Linked DNA regions of Mus musculus: region 2 is linked to region 1. A link is a contact called in public ChIA-PET data. All regions are on one chromosome and are shown on one strand. The core of a region is the stretch at or near the end of the contact, and the rest is flanking DNA. Distances in the headings are between cores, read along the strand shown.

Region 1 (3,198 bases), core at 453-2,952:
GCTTGGCCCAGCCTAGTACTGTTTGGCACGCTCATTCAGATCCTGCCCTAGTTTGCCAGGACACTATAGGATTTTTAACAGATATCACGCCCCCCCCCCTTTTCCAAATCTGACCCAGAGTAGCTCAGGGACTGTCTTTCTGGTCGTTGTCAATCCAGGATGAATCCTGGTTGCTGTCAGCCTCTGCCTGCTAGGCTATGGGTCCTGGTACTAGATCTTGTCAGTCCAGGTTAAGGTCTGGTTGTTGTTGGTCCCTGCTGAGCTGTGGGTCCTGGCATTAGTCCTTGTGGTGAGGACATTCCACAAAGGGAAGATAATGGGCAGAGCCTCAGTACTCTATGGTATGCCTAGGCCCAGATGTTCAGGTCTCTCCTCCTGTGATCCGGGGTGGCAGTGCTGGTCTTATTGGAGTGGGTATGAGAGGTAACTGGGATCCCACCATCCCAGAAAACTGGATGTTGTGCATGCAGGACTCCATGCTCATGTAAGACTCTACAGTCCTCACGACAGCCTAGAGTGTCTGAGGTCTTGTTTGCACCCATGGGCAAAGTGAAGCATGTAGACCCGTTTCACAGGCAAAAGGCCTACAGGACCATCCAGCCCATCACAGGGAAGCTAGTGCTTCCCCTGGCCCCTGGGTGATATTGAATGGGTACTGGAGGAAGAGAGGTCTTGGTTCCCCTTGAAGGCTGGGTACCATCATCTATCTCTACAGGTCACAACTTTAGGCACTTAAAGCTCCAAGGCTGGACTGACTAGAGTGGGTTTTCTGGCAATCCACATAATGCTGTTAACATTCTTGGTTTTCCCTCAGCTTTGGAGGTTCTGATGTCACCTCTGGAAGAGATCTGAGTGACAGCTGTGAAGGCACCTTTGGAGGGGGCAGGCTGGAGGGAAGGACCGCCCGGAAACACCACCGTAGGTCCACTCGTGCACGCTCGCGGCAGGAGAGGGCCAGCCGGCCCCGGCTCACTATCCTAAATGTGAGTGGCTGCTGTTTGGGGGCACGTGGGTATGAATTCCTCTGCAATCTGATCATGGCTTCCCGCAGGTGTGTAACACGGGGGACAAGATGGTGGAGTGTCAGCTGGAAACGCATAACCATAAGATGGTGACCTTCAAGTTTGACCTCGATGGGGACGCTCCGGATGAGATTGCCACGTACATGGTAAGGCTGGGCCAGGGCTGAGGCCGCCTCCTTGAAGTCCTTAGGCTCTTGAAGAGTTAAAATGTTGAGTTTGGTCCTGCATGGAGGTGTCTGGGTGGCCTGTGGGTTGGGCACAAAACTTAGCAACTGTCCCCAGAGCTGTGGCTCTCCAGGGAGGGCATCAGCTTCCTGCAGATGGTTTTTGTGGGGTTTTCCCCAGACTCCTTAGTAAGGACAATTCACGTACAAAGCACCTGTGCAGCTCTCAATCTAAATTGCATCCTTTTGGTCTCAGGTTTCCCCTGGATTCTAACCCTCCTCTCATCCCATTGCTTTTCCCTTCTTTGAACTCCCCACCAAGCAGTATGTAACTGTACAGACAGCTCATGAGCAATCTATGCTTCCCACAGCCCTCTGCCTTGTTCCCTGCCCCTGCTTTGGGGTTGGAGGCATCCAGAGGCTCCAGAGGAAGCACAGGTGTCCATGGTGGACTGGGGCGCCGTGGGAGTTAACTTGTCTCACTGCTGAGACGAAACACCTGACAGAAGCAAGGAAGGAAGTGTTTAATTTAGCTCACGGCTAGAGAAGGTCTTGGCAGCAGGAGTGTGAGGTGGTTTGTCACCTTGTACCCACAGTCAGGAAGCAGAGAGAGAGGAATTCTGGTACCCAGCCAGCTTTCTCCATTGTACTCAGTCCGGCACTCCAGTCCACATTTAGGATGAGCCTTCCCACCTCAGCGACCCCAAAGTAAAAAGTGCCCAGAGCTTTGTCTCCTGGGTGATTCCAGGTCCTTTGGCTTGATGATTAATATTAATCATCATAGGTGTTAGTTAGACAAGCTTTGCCTCATCTGGGACCATCTTGCCACACGTGGGACCCTCCATTCCTTGGGTCTTGGGCTTATTACCCTGGCAGACCATTGTAAAGAAGAAACCAGATGTTTGAATTAGCTTGGTTTTGGTTTCGATTTATACTTGAACCCTGAAGTTTTAAGTTTTTCTCTGTTTTATTTTTAAATGTGTTTTTGATCTCTTTAATTTCTCTTTAAGAAGAAGAAGAAACATACTCCTATCAGGAAGCCATAAGAGGCTTTTGTTTAGTTTTGCCAGATTTGCAGCACTCCATATGTTCTTGCATGCTTCAGCCTGCGTCACGCACGTATCTGGGTGCTCTTGACTACATACAGGCTTCAAGCCACACTCAGGGGTGGATAGCTAAGGATGGCAGCCTCAGCCTCATCTGGGGGAGTAGTGGTACTCCTGGGGGTTTTATCTAGGTGGTTGGAAGAACACTGCTCTTCAGCTATCTTGTAGGAGCCGCAGGCTCACCCACAGGGGATGGATGGTCCAGGCATGTGTGAAGCTACACACTTGTATGAATGAGAAGAATGGTTAGAAAGAGCTGGCACTGGAGTGCCCTAGGAAAGAAGACAGTTGCTGTCTCCCTAGAGCTCTTTGTCCAGGGAGAGATAAGTCATGCTGAATCTGCCTAAGGTAGCCAAGACACAGTGGGCCAAGGTTGCCCACAGGAGCATTAAGGACAGTGACTGTATCCTGGTGAGGCTAGCCCAGAGGCCCTAGTATCTAGGCTGTGGTATTAGCCCTCTAGTTACCTTCATATCCCAGGCCTGGGCTGTTTTGCTGTTCTCTACTTCTGGGTGAGGAATGGAAGAGAGTCAATTCTACAAGAAATTCTTGACCATGAGGAGGCAGCCAATGCAGGCATTATAGAATCATGGGTTTCTGGACTCAGACCTGGCCTGCCAGGAGGACAGTATCTGGTATAAGTGGATGCTGGAAAGCCCTGTGTGATTAGTTGGAGAGATCATGGTATTGTTCCTTACTGGGGCAGCCGCAAGGATGGGACTCAGCGATCTGCCTGATCAGTTCAGTTTTGTCTGCCTTGGCCAACTTTGGAAGAGCTGAGAAGAGCCATGTGGCTGTAAGGCAAGAGCTCTGTGAAGACGAAATGTAAAGACAGCCAATAGGAAAGATTTCTGGGGAACCAGTCATAGTGGTGCACACCTTTAATCTCAGTACTTGGAAGATAGA
Region 2 (3,198 bases), core at 451-2,950, 120 kb before region 1:
TGTTCCCCTGACCTCTTCCACTCACACCAAAGGGCCAGATCTGTCCCTCCCCTAAGCCAGTGCAAACACCTCCACCACACAGGGAGCCTTCTCTGACCTCTTTGCTCCCTACTAACCACTATGGCAGGCAGGCAGGCAGGCAGGCAGGCAGGCAGGCAGGAACCCTGCATACCCTTGAGAACCTAATTTAGTTGATTTCATTCTCCTAGTTGGCTCTTCAAAGAAATGGCGGGGGAGGGGGTGGAATATCTCTCTCCTTGTTCCCAGAGCCAAGACAGTGACCCCTGAGCAATCCAACCCAATCTCTCCTGTGTCTGTGCTCAGAATTCTCTTGGGAGGCACAGCTGATCCAGCTGTCTGCAGAGCTGAAGGGGGAGGCTGCTGCTCAGAGACAGCCAGTTTCCCTTCAAATCCGCAGCTGAACCACGGGCCCACCTGTTCCTGATTTGCATCCCTTGTCCTTAAAGGCCTAGAGATCACTGGTTCTTTATTGTAGACCCACATACAAAAGGCCCAGACAGTTGATGGGCTCCCTAAAGGAACTCAGCCCGGGGTGTCCCTGGCCCACTGCTTCCGGAGTGTTCACACATTTTGGCAGAGCCCAAGTCTCAGCTGGCACACCTGAAGTAGTCCCAGGAGACGTTGGTGTTCCCTGTTTCCACTATATGGACCTGGGCAGAAAGTCTCTGTTCTGGTTTATTTTGCACCGCAAAGACTTGTGGAAAATCCCAGCCTGGTGCAATTCCCCACCCCACTCCACCCCATCCCTGGGGGGGGGGGTCGGAAATAGAAGGAATGTCCAAAGTCAACATGTCACCGAGGGACAGAGGGCCATGCGGGGTGGTACAAGTGAAGGCTCGGCCCTGGCATGCTCAGGCCCTGCCCCGGAGGTAGACTATGAGGTGAGGGGTCAGGAAAGATGGTCCCTCGACACAGGCATCCGACCATCGCTGTGGCCTTAGCAGGCTAGGCAGAGCAAACTCGAGGCAGGTCCTTACAGTCCTAGAACTAGCACCCTGACGATCGAGAGGGTGGCGTTCTGTTTTTCATAGGCAGGTGACAGCAGCAGAGACACAGCCACGGGTTTCCCCCTTATCACTGCTGCAGACGACCGTGTGGTCACCGTGTGGTGACGTAGCTGTCTGCCTGATGCTAGCTTCCAACCAGGAGGCGGTGACTCTTCTCCCGCCCACCCCAAGGCACGCAGGAGACAGCCCGGAGGCGTTGGAAGTTGGAGGATGGTGTGGGAGGCAGGAGAGTCCCGGAGAGCGGAATGCCAGCCTTCTCCACCCGAGGAGTGGTGCCAGCCAGACGCGGGCTCTGCACAGCGGGGCGACGGCAGCAAGCTAGACCGCCCGGCGCCTCTGCCTACCTGCTGTGCTGGCCCCAGACCCGTGGGCCACCACTTGCGCTAGAGACAGGTCAAGCACGACTTTGCCCGGAAGCAGCGGCCACCACCACCCCCCGCAGTGCGGACGCCGCGCGAAACCGGGCCAGACGCCCACAGGTGCCCGCTGACGTGCCGGGCCCAGAGAGGGCGGCGCCGGCCAAGGTCACACAGCAGCCGGGGCAGGAGGTGCTGAGAGCTTACCAAGGCGTCGGGGGAACCGGGGGAGCCCGGGCGCAGGTCGCCGTTGAGCTCATACTCCTCAGTGCCCGACTCCATGGTGCGGCCGCCCGGGCCGCCCAGCACACGGCCTGAGCGCACCCGCGCCTCCGCCACGGGCTACGGCTGTGCGCCCGCCCCCGGCCCGCCCCCGGCCCGCCCCCGACACGCCCCCCGCGCGCGGCCGCCCCCGGACTCCGCCTCCACCCGGGGCGGGCCGGGGCCTAGACGCCAGCTGCTGGAATCGCGCCTGAGCAGGATAGCACTTCTCCAGCGGCCTTGATGTCCCCAATTCTCAGGCTCCTTCACGATGGCTAGGGCAAGCAGCCCAGCGCCTGTCCTCGCGATGACATCGGGGGTCCCCAGGGACCCTGTCTCAAAGTTGTTGATCAAACGGGCCCCCCTCTGAACTTTGAACATAAGCACTTGATCTGTTTAAAAGTGAGGCCAAGGGCGAGGCACATGCTGCCCCGTGCTGAGGTTTTTTCCTTGGGGAGGACACGCCCTGAGGCTGTAAGTCCCTTCAGGGTAACTCAACACAGGAAAAGGGTGTCAACGGTTACTCCAGGTTTCCACTTTAGAGCCCTCAGCTGTTCTGCCTGGAGAATAGAACATATGAGGGAGAGCCTCTTGCTCTGGGTCTAGCTTGCAGCCAGCACCCCACTGTGCAGAGCCTGCGTGTGGCTGGCACTGGTGGAGAAGGCTGGCATTCCGCTCTCCGGGACTCTCCTGCCTCCCACACCACCCTCCAAGAGAGACCAGGGACCAGAGGGAAGCACAACAGCTTTAGTGTCCAGAAGAAGCTGACATCATAGCCCTGACATCTATACTCCAAGGGTATGACGTGTTGGTTGGCTACTGCAGTTCGTGGCCCAATGGACCTTTGTGCCCCAGTACCATGTCTTTTCCTGGCCTAGGAAGCTAGATGGAGTGTGATGGGGTGCTGTCGTCCGAGGAGACACACTAGATGCAGGAGTAAAAGCCAGTTGCTGTGCCTTCTTCCTTCCCACCCTGGCCTCACTCTCAGGCCCCATGCTTTGCCTGGCCTCAGGGGTGCCACACTCCTCTCCTGGTATCTCCTAGAGTCTCAGAAGGAATAAGGACGATGAGACTCTTAGGGAGATTACAAGCTGGGGCTCAGAACTACCGTTCCTTGATGGAGTGGTTCACCTTCTCTTTATGACCCTTCTTGCCAGCTTGTGTCTTAGCATAAGGCTGGAGTTTGCTAAAGGCCAAGTGAACCTGCGGACCCTCTGTCCCCTGTCTCACATCCAGAAGGAAGAGGATTAGAAATAAGAAATGGAGCCAGCCTGGTGGTAGAGGTGGTGGCACAAGCCTTTAATCCCAGCACTTGGAGGCAGAGACAGGTGTATGTCTGAGTTCGAGGCCAGCCTGGTCTACAGAGCAAGTTCCAGAACAGCCAGAGCTACATAGAGAAACGCTGTCCCAAAAACAAAAAAGATACCTGGGCAGAAGAGATGGCTTAGTAGTTAAGAGTACCGGCTGCTTGCAGCTCTTGACCGTCTCTCACTCCTCTTCCAAGGCGTCTTACATCCTCTTCTGGCTTCTGTGGGTACCAGACATACATGCAG

What was found. ChIA-PET counts read pairs in DNA pulled down with a chosen protein or histone mark.
Region 2: an RNA polymerase II ChIA-PET map of memory CD8 T cells shows a contact between it and region 1, with 44 read pairs. The contact joins the promoter of Ninj1 here to the enhancer-like site in region 1. A contact is called at or near these places in 2 of 39 promoter capture datasets (the 3T3-L1 cell line and hippocampal neurons), 9 of 484 Hi-C or Micro-C datasets (the C2C12 cell line, the G1E-ER4 cell line, LSK cells and 6 more), 2 of 115 datasets of contacts at active chromatin or transcription factors (effector CD8 T cells and memory CD8 T cells) and 3 of 9 other capture datasets (adipose tissue, liver and pancreatic islet).

The regions. Positions count from the first base shown.
Region 1 is chr13:49,068,740-49,071,937 of GRCm38.p6, reverse strand. Wnk2 (WNK lysine deficient protein kinase 2) reads left to right here. Exons shown (of 30, transcript NM_001290313.1): 15 at 815-983; 16 at 1,052-1,168. Among named protein-coding and RNA genes, the nearest start is that of Wnk2, 78 kb to the left of the region's middle. Within about 2 kb of position 1,702, at least 14 of the 459 cell types and tissues checked have an H3K27ac peak or open chromatin away from gene starts, as enhancers often do. A contact at or near this core is called in memory CD8 T cells, where this site is marked.
Region 2 is chr13:49,186,031-49,189,228 of GRCm38.p6, reverse strand. It overlaps Ninj1 (ninjurin 1), which reads right to left and starts at 1,700. Exons shown (of 4, transcript NM_013610.3): 1 at 1,592-1,700. The coding sequence starts at 1,666.